Linked DNA regions of Mus musculus: region 2 is linked to region 1. A link is a contact called in public promoter capture Hi-C data. All regions are on one chromosome and are shown on one strand. The core of a region is the stretch at or near the end of the contact, and the rest is flanking DNA. Distances in the headings are between cores, read along the strand shown.

Region 1 (3,347 bases), core at 380-2,879:
CCAGGGAAATAAAGGCTACTCAGTTCATTTCATGTGTCTAGCACAACGAAGTACCAAAACTAGACAAGGAAAAGGCAGTGGATATGGGGTGAAAGACACCATTTTGTTTAGGAGTAAACATATAAAATCCCTACATAAAACATCAGAAAATCAAAACCAGTAGTTTATTAGAGCCAGGATGTAAGGCGAATACAAAATTAAAAAACAATCCAGGTGACTCAATAGACTAAAATCATCTCAGCGAATGATTTTAACACGCTGAAATTTGATAAACTTTTAATACTTTTTTTTTTATTGAAACAACAAACGACGCTTGTTTGCCCTGGACTCACAGCACAGGTGATAGCTGGAGACAGGATCAGAGCAGATGCTCAGAAGCACTGCTACTTATTAATGTTGTACTCAAAGCTTGCTCAGTGACAGACAAGAGAAGGAAATAAGAAATTCAACACTCAACAGAAAGAGACAAAGCTGTTGATATTTGCAATCAGTATAATGACCTACATCAAAAACATACAAGCGCCAAGATATTCATGTAATTAAACATGAATTCATCAAAAGAAGTGTGTGTGAAATTAGCAAACAACATTAATAGTTTCCGTGTAACACGGAGATAACTAATTAGAACACGTATTGTTATAATTTTTTAACAACAACAACAACAAAATAAAACAAAACTGAAAAATATACCAGATGTGAGTTTAATAAGAAATGTCAGCAGGAAAAAAAGGTGGACTACTTTAAGATGTGAAAGAAAACACAGAGTGAAGCCTAGGATTTGAACCCAGAGCTTTGTACACAAAGTGCTCTACCACGGAGCTCCGTCCTCAGCTAAGATACTATCCTAAGTCCTATTTCTCTTACAGTGTGCCAGCTTACATAATCAATGCTGAAAGCAAAAGCCCACCTTTGAGCCAATCCACTACGATCTACAGATCTGGTACTTCATCAGCAGTTGAAGAAGTTGAGAAAATGTCTTTTCAAAAAACCAAGATGAGGCTTTGCATGGGGAGCAGAAAGAGAGGCTGAGGTAAGTAAAAGACAAAGGTTGCAGTCTTGGAAAAGTTTCTCCTTGCTGGCCCTGACCAAGGTGACACCCAGAAGTGGGAGATGAGGCTCCCCCCCCAACCCCACGCATGCCCCACAAAACCTCTGTGGCCAAACAGATGGTGCAGCACATTTTTTAAACTGCTTTTAACACAGTAACTGTTCTTTGCTGCTTGCTCTTTATGCCTTTAGTCAAAAGTCTCACCAGCTGTCACCATCAAGGAAAATGTCAGGGGCTGTGTCTGCCTATGCCTGTGCTCAACGCAGGGGGGACAGGGAACCAGGAGCCTCACCTCGCTGTAGGCACAGCTGGTAAGGTGGTAAAAGACGTGGGATCCTCACAGAATGAATGTAAATAAGTACGTGGCAAATCCTTCCCCACCTTTCCAGGGACTAAATGTATCTCCTTCCTATTCCCGTTCTTCCCTGGCACATCTCACTGAGGCCAGTGTTAGTATTCCCACTCCGTAGAAACAACAGTGGCGAGGCCTGGCAAAGAGCCCCGCAATCGACCCTCGTGTGATCCTTTCCTAATCTGGACCTCACTGTCACAATGAAGCTGGCCAGATGTCCTCTGAAGGCGCTCTGAGCAGGGCTCTGGATTCTTGCCTGATGTCAGCAAAGTATTCCTGAGCCCTCTCTGACCACCACAAGGACAGCCTACTAAATCCCAAGAAATCCAAGCCTCGGGACTGCAAGAGGCTGCCAAACTCCTGCCCCTTGTTTCTTCCACACCCATCACTAGCATGTTGAAATGGCTACCAGACAGGGAAAAGAAAAGAATCTCGATTAATAATTTGCTGAACCAAATCCCCACAGCCTTTCAAATTACACAGACTGATGGAGAATTTGGGAGATGTGTTTAAAATTTCCCGTTTAACCATGTAATTGTTTTTACTCCCAGTTATCTTCTCTTGGAAACGTATGCTTGACTTACTGAATAAATCTTTCTCCCCATTTGAAATCATCCATTAGCAGTAAGCAACTGACACTCCATTGCGCACAATGAATTTCATTGCCGCTAAGTTGCCACGTGCTATGTGGTGGAGAAGAGGCACTGCCGGCAAGATCTCTCCATGTCAGGGGCAGGCTCGGAGCTCAGCCCGGAAACCTGCTTCCAATCTGCTAATCTCTGCTCATTATGCTAGCTCTGGATTCTTCCAGCATCGAGGTGGCCATTCTGGAGGGCTGATCTGAAGAGACAGTCTCTAAAGATGTTTCTTTCTTTCTTTTTTTTTTTTTTTTTTTTTTTTTTTTTTTTTTTTTTTTCTGTTCCAGGGATTGAACTGGGTTCCGGGCAATAGCTGCGTCTGGCTACCTACCTTTGGACCAACATACACAGTAAACCTAGCAAGAACTGGGCTTGCCCTTGGGCTTGATGCGAAGCCTCAGTGAGCCTGCTGCCTTGACACAGACATCCGGTCTTCTTGAGCATCACATATGCGGCATTGTCAATAGAGAAAAGTCAAATGTGTTTACTTCTTTCTGCACTGCTGCCAGCTGGCCGCACTCTCGGGGGACACTGATGCTGAGCTTACAAACAGTGACTTCTCTTGAGCTTACTGTCAACAAGTGGCTCCAGCATGGGGAGGAGGGACTGAATCATTGCCCCTGGGGACCTCCGAATCAGAGCTGAAAGACCTCAGCAGCAGCAGCCAGACTCTAGGATTTCTCAGGCTGCTGCCCTTGCATCATGTATGAAGCCTTCCGAACACATTCACGCCCCTTCACATGATGGGAAATGCTGACTTTTCAATCACACATTTAAACAGATCAGAGAACCTGGAAGGAGCATTTAAGTCTCTTCACACCTAGTCCAATTATAGTATTATTTACGCTCATTGTCTTCATCACTTGGAGACGGAAGCTTGAATTACTGAGTAAATCCAAAGCTGTAAGCTGGCCCTGCCCTTCTGACTCTCCAAGGATCACACAGCCATTGCTGGGGTATCCTTAGTTCTGAGAACAGTCATGTGGCTGGCTTGCTGGCTATCAACACTGCCTATAAGGGAAACAGAGGTTAATGGAATTAGAGCTAGATGAACTACTATAAATTTAAGTTTATTCCATAGATGTGATCTACCAAACGTGCCAACTTAGCCACACAGGCCACTCCAAAATATTTTTGATTTCCTTTGTCTGACACCATGATAAGAAAATACCATCATTGACTTGAAAAAAGGTCGGAAATGAAAAAGGCTATTTTTTGGTTTTGTTTTTTGTTTTTGTTTTTGTTTTTACTAAGTATATATCACTTTTTGCACCATCAAAAGGTCAAAGCCATATGTCCAATCCAGAAG
Region 2 (3,347 bases), core at 311-2,810, 550 kb after region 1:
TGGAGGTCCAAGGCCTAAAGCAAAGAAGAAGTGTGAGGCCGGAGCACATGCAGGGCGAATGGAAACAAACTCAAAGCCAGAGCTAGAGTCGCTGGGGCCTGAGATCTGAATGACTCAGCACTGTTAGAATGACTCGGCACCACCATTAGAATGAGCCCCAGCTTCAAGCTCAATGGCACAGGAGGGAGACTCCATCTCCTCTCCTGGTCCTTCTCATCCTCTCCTCCTTTCTTCTTTTCTTCCTTGTTTTTTAACTCCACTGAAACTTAACCTCAAGGATCACGGGTATTGGGTCTACAAAGGAAAACCCTGGGTGGCTGGGGAAAGAACCCGGTTGGTACGTACACTTGCTATGCAAGCATGAGGAGCTGAGTTCTGATGTTCAGCATCCACATGAAAGTCAGGCACAACTGCACATGCTTAGTACCGCAGCACCGGGAGAGGGGGAGCAAGACAGGGAACCCCCAGCCTGCCACCCTTGCTGACCAGCAAGCATCCAGTTCAGCCAGAGACTCCATCTCGAGGCAGTGAGGCAAAGGGTGATAGAGGACACCAATGTCGTCCTCTGGTCTGTACCTGCATGTGCACCGTCACATACCCCAACACACCCCTCCTTGGCCAAGCCATTTTGAAGTCCACTTGTTCAGCTCAGATTTGGAATAGAAGCTCAGTTCTGTCTGATGGACGATTAGAGTAGGGCTGGGTATCTCACCACTGCATCCCACCTCGTCCCAGGGCATCCCACCCCATCCCACCCCTGACAGCCTAACCCTGAGGCCAAGTATGGTGTTGCACATTCATTATCCCAGCACTCAAGAGATTGAGACAGGAGAACCCTGAGTTCAAAGCAGCCAGCTTGGGCTACAAGAGGATTAAGAGTTTGAGATACTCCCATCTCAAAAATAAGTTAAACAAAATAAATAAAAAATAAAGCTAGCATCGGTGGTGTGCACCTTTGATCCCAGCAGCTGGCAGGTGGATACAGAAGGGATTAAGAGTTTAGGTCTTCCTTGGCTGCAAAACAATTTGTATAATTCCTTGGTTACATAAAAAAAAAGACTAGACTGGACTACCTAAGACTCTGTCTCAATAACAAAGAGAAGCAACCTCGAACTACCTCCAAACAGAGAATGGTGGTCCCTAGTGGGTGTCTCTGTAAAATTTATCTGGGCTAAGGAGGTGCTCAGGGTCCTGTAGAAGGGCTTTATAGGAAATATTGGGACAGAAAAGGCCACGAGTCTTCCCACCAAACTGCAGGTGTCAGGTAGGATCTGTCAGGTCTCCCCTTTCTAGCCTTCTTCAAGCATCTTGGGAGCATCTTTGCTGCTGCTGCTGCTGCTGCTGCTGCTGCTGCTGAGATGATCAGCAGCAGGCTCACTGCTCAGCATCCCGTTTGGACCAAACTGATCAAGACAATCTGGGAGAAGAGGGAGAAGAACCTACGGGAAGGGGCAATACTAATTTGTCTCTCTCAACTTGCAAAGATGGTACTGCGCAGGCACCTTCAGGGAGACGGCTGCAGTGGCAAGGAGTGGACAGCGGACAGGCTACTTTGGTCCTACACTCAGTGGAGACTCGGGACAGCAGTGCACACACACGGAGAGCAGGCGCTGTGCGTGCATAGGGGCGGGCGCCAAGTCGCTGCTTGCGCGCCCCCGCCTGGGGCTATAAAAGCCTTGCCACCTGCTGCCCTGGCTACGTAGCGCATCCGCTTGCCGGGAGGAACCAAGCTACGGCGGCTGCTGGACTGGATATGGACCCTGAGACCTGCCCCTGTCCTACTGGTGAGCCCCTTCCCCCTCCTGCAGCACTTTGCCCTTTCCTGGCAAAGAACCCACTCCTCTGTCTTCACTCAAGGACATTTGGGGGAGGAGTCCCTTCCCCCTACCCCCATCTTTAACCCTGTGATGATGATAATCTTCATTTAGGCATGGGGACGCCAGGTTTCCCTAGTATAATTCTTCGTGTGCTCTCTTAGGTGGTTCCTGCACCTGCTCGGACAAATGCAAGTGCAAGGGCTGCAAATGCACGAACTGCAAGAAGAGTGAGTGCACCCCCCCACCCCCAACCCCTGCCATAACCTCCCGCCGCGCCCACCCCACCCCCACCAGACACTATGAAGCAAAGCTTCCTGCTGCAGACCTTCAGATACCGAGGCTATTACAACCAATGTTAATTAACCCAATGTAAGGGGGATATTTTGATGAATTTCCGGAAGCTATTAAGATAGCCGCTTTGAAAGCTGAGCCCCACTCTTCGATTTTTCCAGAGCCCGAGGATCCCCAAGGAAGAATGGGGGGGTCAGCTTTAAAGTTGTAGTGCCTTGGCCCTTCTTAGGCTTTGTGGGGTCTCCTCAATCTGCTCTTTCCAGATTTCAGCGATGTAATATGCTTGGGGTGAGGTGTAGAGGTAGGACCAGCGCTTTCTTCTTCTCGAGTGTGGCTATGCATAGATCTCACGGATGTGCTGGCCTCGACATTATCCCTGCCCCTTCCCTGCTGCAATTCCGTCTCAGTACCTTTTACATTGGCTTGCCTTTTCCACCAGACCTAACTCTCCCTCTGGCCCAGGCCTGAGCCCAGCATTCCCAGGGAATTCCCTAGCACCCACCCAAAGAGCTGTGTGCTAGTTATAGGGTGACTCTCTACAGAGGCCCGGCAGTCACTGCAGTACCATGGATGCTGAGTCAGACCTGATGTGGCAGTATGAAGGGAGAGCCACCTGTCCTGGGCAAAGCCTGATGACTGTCCAGCCTCCCATACTGCTTTCCTCTGCCCTTTGATGGAGACAGATGCCGACATCAGACTGGGCACATATGTGCGCCCGCGCACACACACACACATTTTATCTACAGGCTGCTGCTCCTGCTGCCCTGCCGGATGTGAGAAGTGTGCCAAGGACTGTGTGTGCAAAGGTGAAGAGGGGGCCAAGGCAGAGGCCGAGAAATGCAGCTGCTGCCAGTGAGGACCCAGACCCTCCCACACAGCCTATGTAAATAGTGCTGGGTGTCCCTGGTGGGGCACAACTGTTGTCTTCCCCCCCCCCCCCCCCCCCGCCGGCTGCCTGCTCCGGGGTGTGAATAAATCCCATGCACAACATGAACCCAAGACTGGTCTCTTTTTCAAGTGCGAAGGATGTGGAAGGGTGGGGGAGGCCACTCAAGCCGGAGATTTAGGCTTCCCACCTGTTTGGGACCGGGACAGAGCCCTGGAGACAGTACAGACGTGCATGTGCTCACACACATGTGCACACACACAGATACCGTCATGTGACACTCCATTCTCCTCTGAAGTCCACCTAAGCTCAGAGAGGGAAGATGGCAGGTCAGGCCCATAGAGGTTTATCTG

The links. Promoter capture Hi-C pulls out the DNA fragments that hold promoters and counts their contacts.
Region 2: a contact with region 1 is called in a promoter capture Hi-C map of hippocampal neurons, with 3 times the contacts expected there. The contact joins the promoter of Mt3 here to the enhancer-like site in region 1. A contact is called at or near these places in 6 of 39 promoter capture datasets (the 3T3-L1 cell line, cranial neural crest, embryonic stem cells and 3 more) and 1 of 115 datasets of contacts at active chromatin or transcription factors (embryonic stem cells).

The regions. Positions count from the first base shown.
Region 1 is chr8:93,597,397-93,600,743 of GRCm38.p6, forward strand. All of the region lies in intron 8 of Gm26843 (a long non-coding RNA gene), which reads right to left. Among named protein-coding and RNA genes, the nearest start is that of Ces5a, 63 kb to the left of the region's middle. Within about 2 kb of position 1,630, at least 49 of the 459 cell types and tissues checked have an H3K27ac peak or open chromatin away from gene starts, as enhancers often do. A contact at or near this core is called in hippocampal neurons, where this site is marked.
Region 2 is chr8:94,151,047-94,154,393 of GRCm38.p6, forward strand. Mt3 (metallothionein 3) reads left to right here and starts at 1,561. Exons shown (of 3, transcript NM_013603.2): 1 at 1,561-1,784; 2 at 1,979-2,044; 3 at 2,855-3,102. The coding sequence starts at 1,754. The coding sequence ends at 2,964.